Regions from separate parts of the Sus scrofa genome. Here region 2 is linked to region 1. The links are chromatin contacts, called in public Hi-C maps. All regions are on one chromosome and are shown on one strand. Each heading gives the region's core, a stretch centred on a gene start, on an enhancer-like site or on the middle of the called end of the contact. The rest is flanking DNA. Distances are from core to core; before and after follow the strand shown. Region 1 holds the start of DMRT3 (doublesex- and mab-3-related transcription factor 3). Region 2 holds the start of LOC100155087 (forkhead box protein D4-like 1).

Region 1 (3,835 bases), core at 970-3,469:
GCTGGTTACTTGCTCGAACTTAAAGGGAAAAAAACAAAAAGAATGTTCTTTCTCCACCTGCTAACCTTTTCCTCTATGGAAAACTATAAAGACATCACACTGACAAGAGAGAGTAAACTGGGAGTGGGGGGATATTGCTCAGGGAAATGCTTATATCCTACCTTGGATTAAATAACCACAAAAATCCATGTTCAGCAAACTCTCTTCTGTCCTTAAATACCCAGATCTGCTCTTCACATAAAATGTCCTCAGAGCTTTGGGTCTGGAGAACATAAATGAGCAACAGGGCAGCAGAACTACACCTGCCAGGCTACCTACCAATTTACCCCAAAACAGCATTTCCCCAGCTCCACACAGTAGACTAGGGCTCCTGAAAGCCTATCTCGAGAACCCGGAGGTACTGTCTTTTTTTGTGGGGGTTGGGGGATAGTAGGCAGAAGCTCTACCATTAGTTTCACCTACAGGAGGGCTTTGGGCCTTCCAAGGCCTTTCCTCTCTGAATTCTAACACACACCTTAACCCCCTCCCTGAGGAGATGGGTACATTTGCCTCAGTGAAAGGGAAACATCAAACACCTGTCCACTGAATTCCAAGAGCTTGAAATCTAAGGAACACTTGAGCTGGACAACAATATAAGCCAGAAATTCCCAAGCACAAAAGACTCCACAGGGGTTTGCAAGGGTAGAGAGGCCTGAAGGACATAAAGGTGAGGAAGGGGAATGTGCCCATCTTCAAGGCTGAAGGCAGATCCACACTCTCTAACTGTAAGGCATGCAGCAGAGGAGGAGAGGAAAGGGGAGAGGACCAGAGGAGGCCCAGCACCCCCACCCCCACAACTGGGGAAAGCACTCTCCAGGGGCGGGGGCCTTTCTCACTGTAAGTCTTTTTATTTGTATTTCTTTAAAACCAAAGAGACTGCTAAGGGCTGCCTTCAAAATGGTGTTAAAGGACCTGAGCCCTTCTGCAAAAGGAGTTGGCTGACTCTGGGGGCACCAGATTCTGGGTCCCTGCTATCAGTCTAGGGGCCTTTCTGGTCGTCTTTATCATTGCTTCTAAATGAGGCTTCATTCAACAAACTGCAAGAAGCTGGAGCCCACAGTTGGCTACTATGAAGGCTTCAGGTTCCCTGCAGTTCCCAGAGAGCCCAGAAAAACGCCGAGAATCAGACACGCCTGGGATCTCAGTTCCTTTCCTGCACATATCCATCGCAGCTTCTAAATACCGAGCCCACTAAAGCCGGAAGCCAGAAAATCCTGGCCTGCTGCATTTTAACTTGGTCCAGTTCTGACCTCTTTATTAACCCTTCCTCTTTTAACCTGGGAAAGGCACTTGGCGAGCCGAGGCGTCATTCCCACGTGCTCCAGACTGAAGGCTGCTTAGGCCGAGAGACTTAGGACTAGCTTGTTGAAAGATGGGGCGGAAAGCCGGGCCGAGCCAACTTCCCCAAAACTGGCCTCCCGGCCTCCCTGGCAAAGCCACAACAGCCGCTTGGAAGTTTTTTCGCCCAGCCGCTCTTACCTGGCTTGGCGAGCTGCGCCTGCAGCGCCCCGGGCTGGGGCTCAGCAGCCCAGCGCAACGCCGCGGCCGCTGCCAGCTCGGCGGCTGGACGCGGCGGCGGAGGCGGCTGCGACGGCTGCGAGGTCGGCGGCGGCTGCGGGGCGGCGGCGGCGTCTCCTGGCGGTGGAGGTCCCGGCAGGGCGCGCAGAGAGTCTGGGATGAGGCTCTCGAGGCTCTCGTTGGCCTGCTGCCTGCGCAGCGCCACCTGGGCCGCCATGACCCGCTGCCGCTCGATGATGAGGATGCACTTCTCGCAGGTGCAGTCTTTGAAGCGGCAGTAGCGCTTGTGGCCCTTGAGCCAGGACAGCACGCCGTGGTTGCGGCAGCGCGCGCACTTCGGCGTGCGCTGCAGGGGCGCCCGCGGCGGCTGCGACACCGGGCCGCCCATATACAGGTAGGGGGAGCCGTAGCCGTTCATGCCCCGGGCCCCGGGAAGAGCTGGCGGACTGGCGGCGAGAGCGGGTCAGGCGGACGCTGGACGGCGGGGTTGGGAGGCCGGCTCTGGGGCGGCCTCCGGGCGGCGCAGTCCTTGGTCCCGCAGGCACGCAGTCCCAGCAGCCGCGTGCGCTCCGGCGTGGCAGGCGGGGCAGCAGCTGTTTACTGCTCCCGCGGCGCTCAGCTAGCAGCCTCAGACTCCCGGCTGGCGCTCTACCTATCCCACGCCGGTAGCGTATTTGGCCGGCACGTCCTTCTTCGCCCAAGCGCTGCAGCGGCTGCCAGGAGCCGGCAAGAGCTCCGATTAAGATCTGAGCCAGCTCGTCTGCGGCTCCCGCGCTGGCCGGCCAGGCACTTCCTCCGCCGCCCTCCCCCCTCTCCTCCTCCCTCCCACCGCCACCCCCACCCCAACCCCCCGGGTCCCTGGCTTCTTATTCCAAGCCTGCCTCCTTCCTTGCAGCTCAAGCCCCTCCAGTTCCTGCACTTCACCTTCTTTGCCACCTGCCGCACGGCCACTCTCACGGGGGCGCTCAAGGCCCCTCCTCCAAGCACCCAGCGCTTCCTCTGCCGCGGCGGCAGTCACTGCAGCGCTTCGCTACGCGGTGGTGCACGCGGGGCGGGGAAGAAGGGACCAGCGCGGGTGAGAGTGGGGGTGACTGTAGGCGAGCTCCTTCGCTCTCTTTCCCCTCCCTCCAGGCCTGATTTGGCAGCGCCGACCCCAAGGCCGCCTTCATTCTCACACTTGGCCACAGATACACCGCTCCGAGAGAACCGGAGTCTACCGGAGAGTTGTGGGTGCACCCTGGTCCCGGCGTGAGCCAAGAGGGTTTTAAGTTGGGGGGAGCGAGGCCCGGCGGCCACTGGCGGGGGGAGTTGGGGGAAGGGCAGTGGAATTGGTTCGAGAAATGTTAGCTTTCTTGATTTCCTTTTGCAACTTTGTTTTTTCTTTTGCAGCTGCGGAAGACAATATTAGAAAACCTCTGGTCCAAGGATGACAATCCATTTTGCAGGCTACTTAACAGGGGAAACCAGTCCCTCCTCTCTGGCGCTGAGTTTCTCTACCCTCATCCCCACGTTTTAATAAAAGTCTCTGTTCTGAAAGACTGAGAAGTGCTCTTATGGAGGATTTACTTAAGTACTGGGTCTAAACTTTCAGAGAGCAGACGGAGCCACGCTTGCATCCCCAGAGTTACCAGTCATGATCTCCCCTCCTCCGCCCAACTGCCTTTGACCGATCAAACGGAGGTTTCGCATCACCCATTTCAAACCTCCACGGAATCAGCACTCTAGTTATGAGTAAGGGATAGGATCACACCAACACCCCCAGCGTCTTTGGGTAGATGGGGTGGGAGAGGGCCCTTGCACAAGGTAACAGCATAAAACTGTTTAACCTGTTATCTGCGTGCTTTTAATCTCTGAGTACGGGTTTGGCATAAAGCAGACTACTGCCACAAATGCACATGGGCCTGCCCCCAGAGCAAATAATAATAATAATAATAAAGGGCAGGTGGATACAGCTGCACAGAGTAGCACGATGTCTCAGTGCGAAGCAGGGGAGGCGGCAGTCCCACAGCTAAAGGTCTACAAGCTCCTTAGAGCAGACCCTGAACTCATCTCTTGGCGATCTGGGCGAATCAAATGGGACACCTACATAGACAAGTTCCCCGATGGGCAAACATTTGGTTGCACAGTGGTCCTTGTCCTCTAAGCTTTTATCTGCCTTCACCTGCCCATGAAGCCAACAGGCAACCCAAAAATGTCCCTCTGTATTTGCTGTGAATTCAAATACCATCACACGTTTTAGCAGCCAACCCTCCACCTAGAAGGGTGATTCCGGGAGGGG
Region 2 (3,835 bases), core at 701-3,200, 740 kb after region 1:
CCACTTCCTAGAGAGTGGAATAGCTACACAATTTATTTGGAATTCTTATGCAAGGGAAGAGTCACCTCTTCCCTCATGTATTAATTTACTCAATTATCTTTTTTTATCACTATAGATGCATGAATATTTTATACTTTGGTTAATAATCTTATACCACTTGATTTTGTTGCTTTATTTTGTTTAAATTGTCCAAGCTTTGGCCGTGGGACTCTTTCTCTTCTCTCTGTGCCCTCTTTGACATCATACTTCCATCAAGAGGGGCTATTTCTCTCTCTCTCTCTCTTTTTTTTTTAGAGTGCCCTTACTTTTCCCCTTTCATTTTTAAATAACCTAATTCCCATAGAAGTTGACTCTAGGGAAACTAACAATGCTCCTTTTCTCAGGTAATCTTGGATTTCTATGCTGATGGAAGAAATGTGCTTTACCTATAGGGGGTTAAGAAGGAGGCATCTGGGAATCTAAGGTTGAATAAGACACCTGTCCCGGCCCTAAGGAAGCTTAGTTTAGCAGGTCACACAAGTAGTAATTGGTTAATTTGGGATTCAAACACAAATCTGCTAGGCTCAAAGTCATCTGCTATTTGTTTTGTTTGAAACTGCATGCAATTGAGAAGCCTTAGAGGGGTAAGCACCTCAGAAGTAGAGGATAAGACTGAAAAACACTTGCAAGAAAGCTTTCAAAATTCAGTCCTGAAGAAACAAGCTACTTTAAGCTATTTTTTGCTATGTTACCCAGCTTCTGGTTTCTCACTAGAAATTGTCATTTTACAGACATTAATGGAAGATTTACTATGTACTAATCAATGGCATACTACAATATTTTAATGCTGCATTTTTATTAGATGTCACCTCAAATTTGCTTCACATGTAGGTGGGTATTAGGAATGTACTGCTGCTCAGTATTTTACCATAAGATCCCTAGTTATATAACACACATTAAATTATATTGCACTGCATGGTTACTTTATTCTCCGAGCTGATCTAAATGAAGCCAATCTAAAAATCCTGTTACTTCCAAGATGTCAAGTGACTTAAACAGAGCACCTCTGTCATCTTGCTTCTCTGCTGCATGAGTAAGGACTGACATCTGGTGATTTACAGACACCAAAATTGCAGCCCTTTTTGCCTCGTTTAAGTTCCAAGATTAGGATTTATTTTATAGTCAAAAGTTCTTAATGTTTTTTGTTGTTGTTTTTAGAAGGAAGAAAGAAAGAGTCTGGCTCAGATTGGCTGCATCCTTTGCAGTTGTTGGGCCATTTTTTGTGAAAAGGATTTTTCAAACTGGGTTTGTACTAATTAGTATGCAGCAAAATCAGTTTAGTTGGTCATGACCTTAAAGAAAAAAAAATAGTGATCATTTGTCTTGTGAAACAGTTATATAAGTCTACAAGCAAGATGGTGGTTATAAAATGTACTTCATTCTCAGGTTAATGTTGAAAGAAATTGAGAATCACTGCTGAAAGGGGACTTCTATTTAGCCCTCTTGCTTTCCCTCCATCCTGAACTTCGGCAGCGTAATGGCAGGACATTTCAGATTTTTCTGAAAACTTGAGTCAGGGAGAATATTTTGGGAAGCTGAGATAGGGGGTAGTAGGAACAAGGCAACACCCTCTCTTGCTCCACCCTTAGCTGGAGGATGTAGTTAGAACATTAAAAATATTTCAGCTCATTGTTCTAGATGAGGACAGAATCTACCAATTGAAAATGCGAGATTAACCAGCTCTGAAACACAAAACACACTTTTACTGTTATACATTCTTTTAGAGTCAAACACCATATACATTTCAGTGCCTCACCCACCCCCACCCCCTCCTGCTTTTTTTTAACCTTCAGGAGAGAGGCTTGAATATCGAGGTAGCCTTGGATTGCCAAGTATATAATTTCCCTACCTCTTTTTTATTTGCGCCGTTTTCAAAGTGAGTTAACAGAGCCTGTGCAACTCTCGGCCAGACTGGCTGGCTAGGCCTGAGGAGTGAAGCATCTTCCTTGGTGGCGGGTGTGTGTAAGAAGGAGGAGGCTGAAGGCTGTTTCGGCGTCGTGGGGTAATGCACAAAGGACCCTTATCATTGGACTGCGTCGGGAGGAAGTGAGCGCTCTAAGGAAGGGCAAGAAAGAGTATAAAGGGAGGTGGGGGAGTCAGAAGAACTTTTAATAAAAGGGAAAGTGCGTCTTTGCTGGACGGTGTAGGAAAGGAGGAGAAACCAGCAGCAGAAAAAAAATCACCTGAAAGGGTAACCTCGAGCATCCTTCGTTCTTGGACACTTCAACCAAGCTTCCAGCCCAGCCCATCCAGAACCAGGTGAGCGGCCGCACCTCCCTGGTGTCTGCAGGACCTGCTCCTCCATGAACTTGCCAAGTACTGAGCCCCTTCGCTCCACACCCCCACGCAGCCTCCGGAGCTCGGATGGGGAAGACGGTGAGATCGATATACTGGGAGAGGAGGAAGATGAAGACGAGGAGGAGGAAGAGGAGAACGACGAGCCTGAGAGGAGCCAGCGGCTCTTAGAGCAGTTGCACCAGCCAGAGCCGCAGGGGGCGCGGCGGGGCGCGGGCGCACTTCCCCGAGACCGCCCTGAGAGCGGCTGCTGCCCGAGCGACTCCTCCGAATTCAGGACATCAACCGGGTCTGCAGCGGCTTCTGCGGATGGTACGCAGCCGACGAAGCCCCCCTACTCATACATTGCACTCATCACCATGGCCATTCTACAGAGCCCGCACAAGCGCCTCACGCTCAGCGGCATCTGCGCCTTCATCAGCGGTCGTTTTCCCTACTACCGCCGCAAGTTCCCCGCCTGGCAGAACAGCATCCGCCACAACCTCTCGCTCAACGACTGCTTCGTCAAGATTCCCCGCGAGCCAGGACACCCGGGAAAGGGCAACTACTGGAGCCTGGACCCCGCCTCCCAAGACATGTTCGACAATGGCAGCTTCCTTCGGCGCAGGAAGCGCTTCAAGCGCCACCACCAGCCCCCGGTGGCCCACCTGCACCACCCCTTCCCCCTGCCGGCTGCATCCGCCGCCCTGCACGGCCCCTACACAGGCATGCTGCTTGGGCCTCCGACCCCTTCGCAGCCGGTCCTCGGGGCCTATTCTGCTCCCACTTCCGCGAGCCGCCCTTGCGCACTGCTGCATCCTCACCCCCTCCGCTACCTGCTTCTCTCTGCCCCAGCCTACGCTGAGTCGCCCAGGAAAGCTGAAGGCGAGGATCTGATGACCCCTGGCACCCTTTCGGCGCTTCAACCCACGCTGGATTCCCAACCTTGGGAAGAGGGCAAGGGACCGGCGTCCCAGTCAGGAGGCAGATGCACCTCCTTTAGCATCGAGAGTATCATGCAAGGAGTCCGGGGAGCTAGTTCTGGCGCTGTGCAGAATCTGCCCCCGCCCCCGTGGGGCTACTACCACCTGCTGCAGCGCCCGTCGTGCCTGTTGCATCCCCAAGCTGCTGCCCCTTTGCTCCACGTGTCCGCCGCCGCCGCATCCGCTGCCCGGACGATTTTGCAGCAGCAGCAACAGCAGCAGGACTGTGCCAGCGGCTGCGCTCCCAGCAAGGGCGCTCTGCTGGGCCGGCACCTGTCCGCCACCGCGGCGTTACTGGCTTGTCAGCCGGGAGCAGAGGGCCCTAGGTTTAGGTCGCTGGTCGCCCTTTCCGGCAGAGAGGGGACCTCGTCTGCCTTTTGAGTAGCATCCACAGCTTGCCAGGTGCCAGCTCCTCGGGAAGGACCGGGAACCAAGCCGGAGGGCGGAGCCACCCAAGGTTATGCTCTCCTCCCAGTCTGCTCTGGCACACTCCACCTTGCATAGCCTGGACCTGGTGCGTGCATCTTTATTCCGAAGAG

What was found. Hi-C and Micro-C count contacts between places; a contact is called where the count stands out from the background.
Region 2: a Hi-C map of epiblast stem cells shows a contact between it and region 1, with 2.5 times the contacts expected there. The contact joins the promoter of LOC100155087 here to the promoter of DMRT3 in region 1. A contact is called at or near these places in 2 of 47 Hi-C or Micro-C datasets (epiblast stem cells and heart right ventricle).

Annotation. Positions count from the first base shown.
Region 1 is chr1:220,831,861-220,835,695 of Sscrofa11.1, forward strand. DMRT3 (doublesex- and mab-3-related transcription factor 3) reads right to left here and starts at 2,220. Exons shown (of 2, transcript XM_021064400.1): 1 at 1,519-2,220. The coding sequence starts at 1,975. It overlaps LOC110255645 (a long non-coding RNA gene), which reads left to right and starts at 1,751. Exons shown (of 3, transcript XR_002336226.1): 1 at 1,751-1,951; 2 at 2,689-2,783; 3 at 2,947-3,099.
Region 2 is chr1:221,575,735-221,579,569 of Sscrofa11.1, forward strand. LOC100155087 (forkhead box protein D4-like 1) reads left to right here and starts at 1,951. Exons shown (of 1, transcript XM_021075468.1): 1 at 1,951-3,835. The coding sequence starts at 2,343. The coding sequence ends at 3,677.